Regions from separate parts of the Pan troglodytes genome. Here regions 2, 3 and 4 are each linked to region 1. The links are chromatin contacts, called in public Hi-C and capture Hi-C maps. All regions are on one chromosome and are shown on one strand. Each heading gives the region's core, a stretch centred on a gene start, on an enhancer-like site or on the middle of the called end of the contact. The rest is flanking DNA. Distances are from core to core; before and after follow the strand shown. Region 1 overlaps CLYBL (citramalyl-CoA lyase). Region 2 holds the start of PCCA (propionyl-CoA carboxylase subunit alpha). Region 3 has its middle 14 kb from the start of ZIC5. Region 4 holds the start of ZIC2 (Zic family member 2).

What was found. Hi-C and Micro-C count contacts between places; a contact is called where the count stands out from the background. Capture Hi-C pulls out chosen DNA fragments and counts their contacts.
Region 2: a Hi-C map of stem cell-derived neural progenitor cells shows a contact between it and region 1, with 2.4 times the contacts expected there. The contact joins the promoter of PCCA here to the enhancer-like site in region 1. A contact is called at or near these places in 2 of 7 Hi-C or Micro-C datasets (induced pluripotent stem cells and stem cell-derived neural progenitor cells) and 1 of 1 datasets of contacts at active chromatin or transcription factors (stem cell-derived excitatory neurons).
Region 3: a capture Hi-C map of stem cell-derived neural stem cells shows a contact between it and region 1, with 4 times the contacts expected there. The contact joins two enhancer-like sites. A contact is called at or near these places in 2 of 7 Hi-C or Micro-C datasets (induced pluripotent stem cells and stem cell-derived neural progenitor cells), 1 of 1 datasets of contacts at active chromatin or transcription factors (stem cell-derived excitatory neurons) and 1 of 1 other capture datasets (stem cell-derived neural stem cells).
Region 4: a contact with region 1 is called in a Hi-C map of induced pluripotent stem cells, with 2.5 times the contacts expected there. The contact joins the promoter of ZIC2 here to the enhancer-like site in region 1. A contact is called at or near these places in 3 of 7 Hi-C or Micro-C datasets (induced pluripotent stem cells and stem cell-derived neural progenitor cells) and 1 of 1 datasets of contacts at active chromatin or transcription factors (stem cell-derived excitatory neurons).

What each region holds. Positions count from the first base shown.
Region 1 is chr14:105,265,375-105,268,074 of NHGRI_mPanTro3-v2.0_pri, forward strand. All of the region lies in intron 1 of CLYBL (citramalyl-CoA lyase), which reads left to right. Among named protein-coding and RNA genes, the nearest start is that of CLYBL, 52 kb to the left of the region's middle. Within about 2 kb of position 1,342, at least 15 of the 24 cell types and tissues checked have an H3K27ac peak or open chromatin away from gene starts, as enhancers often do. A contact at or near this core is called in induced pluripotent stem cells, stem cell-derived neural progenitor cells and stem cell-derived neural stem cells, where this site is marked.
Region 2 is chr14:105,694,870-105,697,569 of NHGRI_mPanTro3-v2.0_pri, forward strand. It overlaps PCCA (propionyl-CoA carboxylase subunit alpha), which reads left to right and starts at 1,310. Exons shown (of 24, transcript XM_001149000.7): 1 at 1,310-1,740. The coding sequence starts at 1,636. LOC107967971 (a long non-coding RNA gene) reads right to left here and starts at 1,495. Exons shown (of 2, transcript XR_001708840.3): 1 at 1,149-1,495.
Region 3 is chr14:105,565,879-105,568,578 of NHGRI_mPanTro3-v2.0_pri, forward strand. No RefSeq gene overlaps it. Among named protein-coding and RNA genes, the nearest start is that of ZIC5, 14 kb to the right of the region's middle. Within about 2 kb of position 1,368, at least 9 of the 24 cell types and tissues checked have an H3K27ac peak or open chromatin away from gene starts, as enhancers often do. A contact at or near this core is called in stem cell-derived neural stem cells, where this site is marked.
Region 4 is chr14:105,587,551-105,590,250 of NHGRI_mPanTro3-v2.0_pri, forward strand. It overlaps ZIC2 (Zic family member 2), which reads left to right and starts at 1,365. Exons shown (of 3, transcript XM_003314197.7): 1 at 1,365-2,700. The coding sequence starts at 1,700.

The DNA of each region.
Region 1 (2,700 bases), core at 92-2,591:
TTTGAACCTTTGATCCGCATTCACATCTGAAGGGAGGGCTAAACCTTTTGGTGGAGACACATGGCTTTGCATCTGTGAAAACACAGCTGTATAGAGCAAAACAAAACTAGTGGAAAATACAATGGTTTTGCTGTGTCAGGCTCACCGCTAATGCTTGAATTCTATATAAATATTGTCTTTTGATAGTTCTTTCAAAAATCTTTCTTGACTTTCCATATAATTGTCCAATAATGTTATTCTTTTAAATTCAGATTTGGGGCTTTTTAGGATTAAGGCACAAATGTCTCTTTTCTTTTAAAAAGGCAGTAAAATAAACAGATTGTAGTTAGATCATAATAACATCTAAATTTTGACCTAATTAGAGGGGGAGATGGGGAAAAAATTAAACTCTTTAAAAGAAGATTAAGGTAAAGTTCTAACTTTATCCTTGATTCTGAATTTTTTTTCTTTTTTGGAAATATTGCATACATTTTATATTGCAAGTTACAATGTGAAGGGCCTTTGAAGCACTCTAAAGAGACTTAGCTGCTTTGTTTTGAGCAATTAAGGTTTGTTATTGAGTGAATTAAGCAGCTCTGCTGTGGCTCATCTGTAAATAGTGGTCTTCAGCGAGTTTCTTGATCCGCTTTTCCCAGGAACAGAAGCCAAGTCGGCTTCCTTAGGAGCTGCTCGCCCTGCGTCTCCATGTTTCCTCGCAGTCCGGGGCAGAACCCAAGCCCGTGCCTTCCTCGCCCTGCCTTCGGGGTTTCCTGCTATTGACCTGGCGGGGCGCGCCAGCCCTCCCTGCCCGCTGGTGCCCCGGTCCCTCTCGGCTGCAGCAGTGGGGCACAGGGACGTCATGGACAAAAGACGAGGATGCCAGTTCGATGTGCGAGCAGAAGGCCGCCTGCGTGCGCTCTGCAGAGCAACCGGCCCGGTTTCATAAGGGGCCGCCGGCAGGGGACTGCCATGGCGCCCCCTCCTACCCTTTTTGGCACCAGCAGCTTCATCCGCAGGCCCACTCGGGGTGAATAGTGTGGGGGCTCTCAAGAGAAAGAATTTTAGGTTTGTCGATAGTAATCACCACCTTCAGCGCTCCTCCCACTGCTGGAGAGACCGCGGACCGGGTGACAAGAATTCCAGGCTCCCAGAAAGTTTCTGCTGCAAAGCGCAGGGTCCGCCTCCCACTTCCAGGAGGGACCAGGAGGGAACCATCGCGAAACCCCGAGGCTGCCGGGGACTCTGAGGCGTTTCCTCCGGTGTCCCTCTCCCCCACGCCGGCCTCCCCTCCTTTCAACTCTCTGCGCTTTGAAACCGCGGAGTTGGGGTAGCCAGGCCCTCCAGCCCGGCGACAGGCCTCGGCCACAGGCAGCGGGGCGGGGTGTGGACAGGAACAAGGGGGTGGGGTGGGGAGGAAGCCTCGGGCAGAGCAGGTTCTCTGCGGAGTTTCGGCAGCCGGGTTTATCCATTTTGATTAAAGAAAAGTAAAAAAAAAATCCCCCAAAACCAAACAACAAAAACCCTCTCCCAACCCCCAACCCGCCTTCACAGCTGCATTTTGTTCCTGGGACTGCTGGTGTCACCAGAGCCTCTTTTTTTATGCAATCCTAGACTCCATTGCAAAGGACTTGTAAAGCCTATTAATTTTTCAGGCAAAACAGATCAAGCCTGCCTTTGATGCTGCTGTTTCCTAATTTAGTATTCAAAGGTAAAGAATCCTACTACCGTCTCTTCACTTTTTACATAATTAAAAGAGATTTTTCCCCCAGGGGCAAAGAACTAGTTGCTTAGTATTTTTTGAAGTGAAAGGTCTAACTTTATATCACATCTGTTTTTATGCTCTTTCCTAAACATAACCAATATTTACTCTTTGCTGGTACTTAGTTGCATGCTATTCACCCTTGCATTTTAATTTCTGACAGGGGATTAGTATTCCTCTTCTAAATCATCCTCTAAGCTATGTGTGTGTGTGTGTGTGTGTGTCTGTGTGTGTGTATATATATGCGCGTGTGTGTGTATTTCTCCTCTAACAAACTGAGAGTGCAATTAAAAAAATAAAACTGTAGAATCAGTGATTGCCCTAACTTGTGCATGACTCTTGATTTCACACAGGAGCATTCAAAAGTTCCGTTAAGTGGACTTTCACAGGTTTCCATCTGCTGTGTTTAATAGCAAATTGCGACCCTTCAAACCACTTCAAGGCCTTTTGTGTTCTTATCTGTGCATTTCAATACTTGCTGGGGAAGTGCCTTCAGTTTCACTACATATGCAAAAAGCCAGGCTTGAATTTTTTGACACCCCCTTTTCATTTGTTGGTGGAGTCCTGTTTTCTATTGTTTGCTTGTTGATGTTGGCAAAAGTCATTTATTTAATGATGCCAGGAATACTATGCCCTATTCTTTATTGGCATGAAATCCTAAAACATCCGGGAGTAGTTTAAAAATTAATGCATGCCGTTAAAACTTACATATTGGCATAGTTTTATTTTCCCATCATAAGGTAGATGATATTTTAAAGGTATTATATAGTAATAGTCACCAGAAGCCAATTAAAACCACTAGGATTCTATCAAAAACCTGTTTGGCGGCATAAATAATTGATATGTGGAAATAAAGCAGCATTCTCTGGGCAGGGGCCTGCTGTACAGACCTGGGTGGCGTTAGCAGTCTCTCTTCTGTGAACCAGGGGGCGATTTCTGGGCATAATATCACCTGGATTTAA
Region 2 (2,700 bases), core at 60-2,559, 430 kb after region 1:
AAAAAGAAAAGCAAGTTTCCCAGGTAGAAAATGAATGAAGACTGAGGTACATAAGTGAGAAGTCCTGTAAAATTGATAATCCTTTTCATTTTGTCACAAAAGTCCCTACTTACATTCTAAAATTCCATTAAATGTCACCTTTCTGATATCCCCATTTTATTTCTCTCTCTTTGGGCATTTACCATGCTGTAGTGTACTCTAGGCCATTCCTAGCTTTGTAACTCTCTCAAGGTGACTCTGCAGGAGATGCAAAGTAGTTAAGAGGAGAACCCCCAATACTGATGTGTTTATAGATGAGGTGGTCTGATGTCTTAGATTTGCTTTAAAATATTCCTGCACAAAATAAAAAGGGGAATAGATGAAACAAGATGGACAAAATGTTGATTCGTTGACGCGGTGTAATGGGTATCTGGGTGATCATAGTGCAATTTTATCTCTTTTGTATATATTTTAAAATTTCCATAATATAGCAAAACATGAGCCCAGTCCCTCAAGGCAGCCAGATTTGGGTTCAAACCCTAGTTTGACCTTTTACTCGCTGATTGACTTTACCCTGCTACAGTTTCAGTTTCTCCAAATGGAAATAATATATACTCCATTAAGGTTCTTGTAAACTCTCAAGTAAGAGGGAATCTGAGGCTCTAGCACACGGCCCGGCCCTTAATAGTTGCACTAATTTTTATTTTATTTTTCGAAACGGAGTTTGCTCTGTCACCCAGGCTGGAGTGTAGTGGCATGATCCGGCTCACTGCAACCTCCACCTCCAGGGTTCAAGCAATTCTCCTGCCTCAGCCTCCTCCCGAGTAACTGGGATTACAGGAGTGCGCCACCACGCCCAGCTAATTTTTGTATTTTTTAGTAGAGACGGGGTTTCGGCATGTTGTCCAGGCTGGTCTCCAACTCCTGACCTCAGGTTATCCTCCCGCCTCGGCCTCCCAGAGTGCTGGGATTACAGGCGTGAGCCACTGCGCCTGGCCAGTAGTTGTACTAACAAGGGTTTCTGCTTGCGAGCAACAAAGACTGACTCTAGTTGTGGCTAATTTCTTTCACACACACATATTAAGTGGCAGAGGTAGGACTTGAGCTCGGATCTCTGATTTCCAGTCCTAGAACTTTTTATGTGTTATTATAGTCGTTAAAAACCTTACCTGGATTTGTGCTTTGCAATTTACGCTTTCGAACATGTAGGAATGTAGTTTGGGCATTTGTCTGGAACTTCGGATTCTCGGGACTCCAGGGTGGCCAAGGCGCGGAAGTGACTCAATGACATTAACCGGCCTGGATGCACGTGGGTTGCTGAGCCTATGCTGGGAAGGTACGGGTTTGCCCGGTGCAGGCCGCCGGAACTCACGCGCGCCCCTGTCTCTCTCACTCCTGGGGTCGGCTCTGGCCGGTGGCCTCCAGCTCCGCTAGCGGCCGGACGCGCAGCCCGCCGACTAGCCCTCCAGGTCCTAGCGCGACTCCCGGATCCCGGATCCGGCGGATCTGGCCGACCACTCACCCTCCCCTTTACGCAAGTTAGGGGGCGGGGCATCGGGTTTCTGGCTCGTGATTTGCCGGAGCTCCTGCGCTCCCCTTCTCCACCCCCTCCGGCTGTGTGAGAGGTCAGCAGAGGGGCGGTCTGCGGAGACAACAATGGCGGGGTTCTGGGTCGGGACAGCACCGCTGGTCGCTGCCGGACGGCGTGGGCGGTGGCCGCCGCAGCAGCTGATGCTGAGCGCGGCGCTGCGGACCCTGAAGGTGAGGAGCAACGGGGCCTCGCGGGTCCGGGCTTCACTGGGCTTCTAGCCGTGCCGCCTCTGGGCGGCTGGCGCCGGGAGAGCGCTGGCTGGGTCCGGCTGCCCCCGCGCCCCGGTTCCGCCTCAGCTACACCGCTTGCTCTCCTCCCTCCCGGAGTTCGCGTGGCAGCGGGCTCAGGAGGCATCCCTCGTTGCAGCTGATCCTCGCGGGGATCCTGCGGAGCAGAGAGGCCTAGGGCAGAGGCAGTTGGGTGCCCGCACGCCCTCCGAGGCGGCTGATGGCTTTGGGCAGGCATATTGCCCGAGGTCTGCTTCCAGGGCCCCGCGGCATTGGCTTTGTCTTAAGCTTTCCAGGGTGTCTTTTTAGGTGTCCTTATAGTTTCCGTGTTCTGTTGCCTCTTTCCAGCATTTTTGAAGGGACACTGTGAACTGTTGCTTAAGTAGTGTTAGGGTTGTGAGTTTGTCTTATCTTTTAAAGTATTATACCATGTCAGGACTGCCAATAGATTTTACGTTTCATTTGAAAGCCTGTTTTAATTGTATGACACCCCAGTCTACTGTGTACCAAATGCATCCCGTGAACTTACTTTCCTTTTCGGTATAGTGGTGAGCCTGATTTTGGCACTGTTCTAAACACATTTCATGACTGTTCTGTATACCTAGGCTGTCATGATGGCAGATTGACAAACAGGTTGGAGTGCTTGTGTGTGCTTCTGAGCTCTGTCTCCAGTCAATGTCGAGTCTGTCGTTAATTCTGGGGCACAGACCACCTAACCTACTTTATAAGGTTTGTTGAGGCACTTGAACACATTCTTTAAAATGAAGGTCCCCTGAAAACCATCTGTCAGCTGGTTCAGTGTGCTTGTTAAACTTCCTTTTAAAAAATAATTATTAAAACATTGCCACATAACTTGATTTATAGTCATTGAATTTTAGACGTTGAAGACACTTTAGAGACGAC
Region 3 (2,700 bases), core at 118-2,617, 300 kb after region 1:
AGTCAAGACGCCTGTTTGCACCAAGCTTTTGTCTTTCTTTGTAGAAGCGAGTCCCTTTGTAAAATAACGCCCCGCCAGCCTGCCTAATGGATTTGTGCAGAGCTAGAGTTTTCATTTTCCCCACGCAGGAACGACGAAAGAGAGGGGGTCTTCCAACCCAGCGAGTCCCGCGTGGCCCCGGTTTGCCAGCGGCGCTCTCCAAAATGTGCCAAAAGCTGTGCTTGGGGCACTCTCTCGACCCCGCCCCGGGCAGCTGTTCCCATTTTGTTCCCGCCTTCCCTCCCCTCACCCCAGTCCCTCGTATTCCTTTAACGCCTGCTGCTGACTGCATCCCTGCTGCCCTTAATGTAGGATGGGCACTTCTCTTCAGCCTCCAAATGAGAAGTGACATTTGCACTCGGCTCAGCCAACGCGTGAGCAGAGCGCGGGGGCACAGGCCCATTGACCGAGCGCGGCCGAGGGGCCGACCGGCTCGGCAGCATCCGAAGCTGCCTTAATTAATACCATCTTAAATAGTCCAGCAGCCACCGAAGACAAAGTTGAAGAAAGACTTTAAGGCTGAGTGCCCCTCGACAAGCTCTTTTTCCCGTGTCATTCAATATTTAATGCGCCCGCTTGTAATGCTACTACTGGTGTTCCTTTCTCAGCAAGGACATTATTTTTTCACGGTGCCCATAGCCAGGGAAAGCCCTTTAGGCAAAGAAAATCAAAATGTTTGTTGTTTTGGATGACTTATAACTCTTGTTTAACACAAGCACTTTCAGGAAAGTATAACAGGCGCAGCCTCCAAAGCAAACAACACAAACCTTGTGACAGAGTCGGACACAAAAAGCACATTGTCTTGCGGACTACCCCTTTTCTCTGGTGCTAGATGGGGGCCTGTCTCCGAATGAACACCACGATGCCATTTCACTTTTGAACTATTGTTTTTGAGTTATGCCATGTGGTCAAAAGGAGCGAGAAGGGGGTTGTTTCCAGGCTCATAAGACAAACGAGTTGCCTTTTCAATGAAATCCCCCCGCGATCCTTGAAAACGGAGTTTAAATGTCACCTCCGCCTTTCTAATGGGCACAGGGCTGGAGGCGACCCTTCAAAGCGCCTCGGTGATGAACGACCCTTATTAAATATGGCCCGAGCTGCTGGGAAAGTCCCGCGTCCGGCCGCGCGCCCTAGAGCGCCCCTCGCCGGTGGGCCCTGGAGGAGCCGGGCCTCCGCTGCCACCGAGCGGAGTCCGGGCCCGCAGAGCCCCAGCCCGGACTGGCGAGGGGGTGCAGAGGGAAGAAGAGGGAAGCCTGGACGAGGCGGGGCGTTGTGATACAACTTCTTATCTGCCGACCCCAACACGCCCGTGCGCCCCCAGCCCCAGAGCCTCGGCGTGAAAGGTTGGTGCGTTTCCCCCCTGACTCTTTTTGTCCGCAGCCGAGTGGCGTCTGCGAGTCTGAGCTGCAAAGTTACTGATTTGCAGGCTGCATGTTAAGGCAGCCCATGTAAGTAATTTCTCCGGGCACCCCAGCAAAGGAGAACAAATCGCTGACAAAGGCGAGCGCTTTCGATTCAGCGGCGTCGTTAAGGCAACCCCAAAGTATTCCTCCTATAATAAGTTCCACTTCAAAGGGTTTCTCATTCAGCGGTGACTGCTTCGCACTTTTATTAAGTCCGGGCTTTTTCACTCGGAGGAATCATCTGTTTGGTTATTTTTCATCGTGTTTATTTTTCACCATTCACACAGTACTTGTATTAAATAAACAAAGAACAATCGCTCTGCAAATAAAAGTACTTAGGTGGGGAGGGAAGGAAGAGGAGCTGGGGCTCTGGCGCCCCTGCCCCTCTCCCCCACCCTTCGAACATCACCCACTCCCCACCCCGACTCTCCTCCGCTCCTATCCTCCTTTCTTCATTCTTTCTCTCCCCTTTCTCTCAAGCTAGGAGGTTCTATGGAAGAATCTTAAACGCTGAATATATATATATATATATGTATATATATATGTATATATATATGTATATATATATATAAAATTTCTGATGAGGTGCAAGTGGACTGAAGTAACTTGGCATGAAAGTAAAAAGGTCACTGCAGCTGTGTCTCATCGACTGTCTCGAATCACAGTGGCCCCTCTGCCGGCGACTCCCCTGGCCCTGCCCACTGCCACAGCGATCCTGACGCCCCGCGCGGATGGACCATAGAAGCAGTAGTTTGAATTTCCAAAAGAAAAAAAACATGGCTTTGAACTTCTCCCTGCCTGATTAGGCACTTGCAGTGTATGTTAATGTGTGCTCGGGGAGTGCGTGGGTGTGGGGCTGAGTTTTTATCTACAGAGGGGAAGTGTACTGGGGTCCCCAGGGCAGTTTCACCTAGGGTCTCCTGCCGGCCTGCCTGTGCCTCCAGACCTGGAAGGCTTCCGTGGCTGGGCGTCCTGTTTTGCTACACTGTGGGTGGACTGGCAGGCCAGGAGTGATGTGAGGGGATGAAAGTGCCATTAATAATAAGCGGCTGGGTTGTTTTGTTTGCCTTGTGATCAGCCTTCTTTTCTGCTGGTTTAAGGTGATCACTTGAGAAACCAGATGTCTCCCCTGCCCCCTCCCCAGGAGCTGGATTTCCTAACCCAACTGGGATTTAAAAATATTAGTGGCCAGCACCTCTTGTCCCATTTCATAGACAGATAGAGAGATGACAGATGATAGATTACTGGGTGGGTAAAA
Region 4 (2,700 bases), core at 115-2,614, 320 kb after region 1:
AGAAAGACTAGAGCGCTGGGCTGCCTCCCATTCCTGACCCGGCTGAGGGCGCCTTGACCCCGCGGCCCGGGCCCGCGTCCGAGCCACGCTGGACGCCCGGCTCCCGGGAGCGCCGCGGTCGGCCAGGACTAGAAGCCGCGGCGCCGAGGTCTCGGGAGAAGCGCGGCAGGATGGCAGGCCGGGCCCACGGGCACGTTCGGCGGCTGCCTGAGCCGGCAGCAGCTCAGGGAGCGCGAGGACTGAGGGGCGGGCCCGGCAGCGGGGCGGGGGCGCGGGACTGACTAGGCCGCGGCGGCCAATCGCGGCGCCGGGAGGGCGGGAGCCGCCGTTAAAGGGGCGGTTTGACCGGGGGGCCCGGCCTCGAGCTGGAGGGAGGGAGGGAGGCCGGGGCGGGAGACTAGGGGGTGCGGGGGGAGGGGAGAGGAAAAGGAGGAGACAAAAAATAAAAAATAAAAGGCTGCCGCTGCAGCGTTGGCGGCGCCCATCGAAATCAACGGAGGCGGTGGCGAACGCAGCCCACCGCAGCCGAGACCTGGGAGCCCGCCTGGGCCTCACACTCCCTCGGGTCGCGGACTGCGCTGGGTCCACGCGGCGCGGTCACTAGTTCCGGGCCCAGCGCCCAGGCCCGACCGGCGGGAGGGAGGAGGCGAGCGAGAGATCACTTTTTTATTGTTGTTATTGTTTTTCAGCCCAGCCTCCCCCTCCTCCCCTCCCCCTGCTCGCTTTCTCCCCTCCCACATCCCCCTCCCCCCTACTCCCCCGCCTCCTCCTCCGGCACAACTTAAAGAAAGGGGGAGCGGCGCGGCTGCTGCCTTCATCTGAGGAAATTCGTGGCCACTGCAAGTTTACTACGCGAGGCGCAGCCAATGCCAAGCGCCGAGGCCGAGGAGGGCTAAACACTGCGGCCGCGGCTCCGAACAATACCCGCCGCGCGCGGGGCGGCGCGAGTAGGGCCGCGGGGGAGGGAGCTGTCGCCGCAGAGCGCCGCGGAGAGGACGCCTGGACTCCGCCTGCCGCCCCGGCGCCCCCGCCGCGGTCAGGTGGAGCCGCTGGTGCGCTGGCCCCGGGTGCCGAGCGCGGAGCTCGCCTCGGTCCTCTCCTCGCCCGTCTGCCTGGCGTGCGCACGGCCGCCGCGCTCGGGCACCGTGGCCCTGCCGCGGTTGTGACTGCATTCTACCGGCGCTGCTCGGCGCGGCCGGGCTCCGGGTCCGCTGGGCGTGCGAGTGAGTGTGTGCGTGCGCGCGCGGGTGCGCGCAGGGGTGGGGGCTGCGGCGCGGCGCTCGCCCCCCGGTAGCCCCCCTCTCCTCTCGGCTCCCCACACCTCCCTCCGGCTCCCTCCTCCCGCCCGCCCTCCCCTGCCCTGCCCGCCCGCCCCCGCCGCAGCTCCTTTAATACACTTTGGTTCTCTGCCTGGCTTTGGACTCTTCTCCTCCTCCACCTCCTCCTCCTCCTCCCGCGCCGCCGCCTCCTCCTCCTCTTCCTCTCCGCGCCTTCGCTACGCGCCCGGCCGCCCGAGGCAGATCCAGGCGGCGGCGGAGGCGGCGGGCGCAGGAGAGCGGCTCCCAGGGCTGAAGCGGCCGCCACCACCGCCGCCTGCGCCTGGAGCCCGGTGGCCGCCGGACGCACCGCGCGGATCGGGAGCGGGAGTCGAGGCGGCGCGGAGGCGCAGGGCTCGCAGGGGCGGGCGGGCGCGCTGGCCATGCTCCTGGACGCGGGTCCGCAGTTCCCGGCCATCGGGGTGGGCAGCTTCGCGCGCCACCATCACCACTCCGCCGCGGCGGCGGCGGCGGCTGCCGCCGAGATGCAGGACCGTGAACTGAGCCTGGCGGCGGCGCAGAACGGCTTCGTTGACTCCGCCGCCGCGCACATGGGAGCCTTCAAGCTCAACCCGGGCGCGCACGAGCTGTCCCCGGGCCAGAGCTCGGCGTTCACGTCGCAGGGCCCCGGCGCCTACCCCGGCTCCGCTGCGGCTGCCGCTGCGGCCGCAGCGCTCGGGCCCCACGCCGCGCACGTTGGCTCCTACTCTGGGCCGCCCTTCAACTCCACCCGGGACTTCCTGTTCCGCAGCCGCGGCTTCGGGGACTCGGCGCCGGGCGGCGGGCAGCACGGGCTGTTCGGGCCGGGCGCGGGCGGCCTGCACCACGCGCACTCGGACGCGCAGGGCCACCTCCTCTTCCCGGGCCTGCCAGAGCAGCACGGGCCGCACGGCTCGCAGAATGTGCTCAACGGGCAGATGCGCCTCGGGCTGCCCGGCGAGGTGTTCGGGCGCTCGGAGCAATACCGCCAGGTGGCCAGCCCGCGGACCGACCCCTACTCGGCGGCGCAACTCCACAACCAGTACGGCCCCATGAATATGAACATGGGTATGAACATGGCAGCAGCCGCGGCCCACCACCACCACCACCACCACCACCACCACCCCGGTGCCTTTTTCCGCTATATGCGGCAGCAGTGCATCAAGCAGGAGCTAATCTGCAAGTGGATCGACCCCGAGCAGCTGAGCAATCCCAAGAAGAGCTGCAACAAAACTTTCAGCACCATGCACGAGCTGGTGACACACGTCTCCGTGGAGCACGTCGGCGGCCCGGAGCAGAGCAACCACGTCTGCTTCTGGGAGGAGTGTCCGCGCGAGGGCAAGCCCTTCAAGGCCAAATACAAACTGGTCAACCACATCCGCGTGCACACAGGCGAGAAACCCTT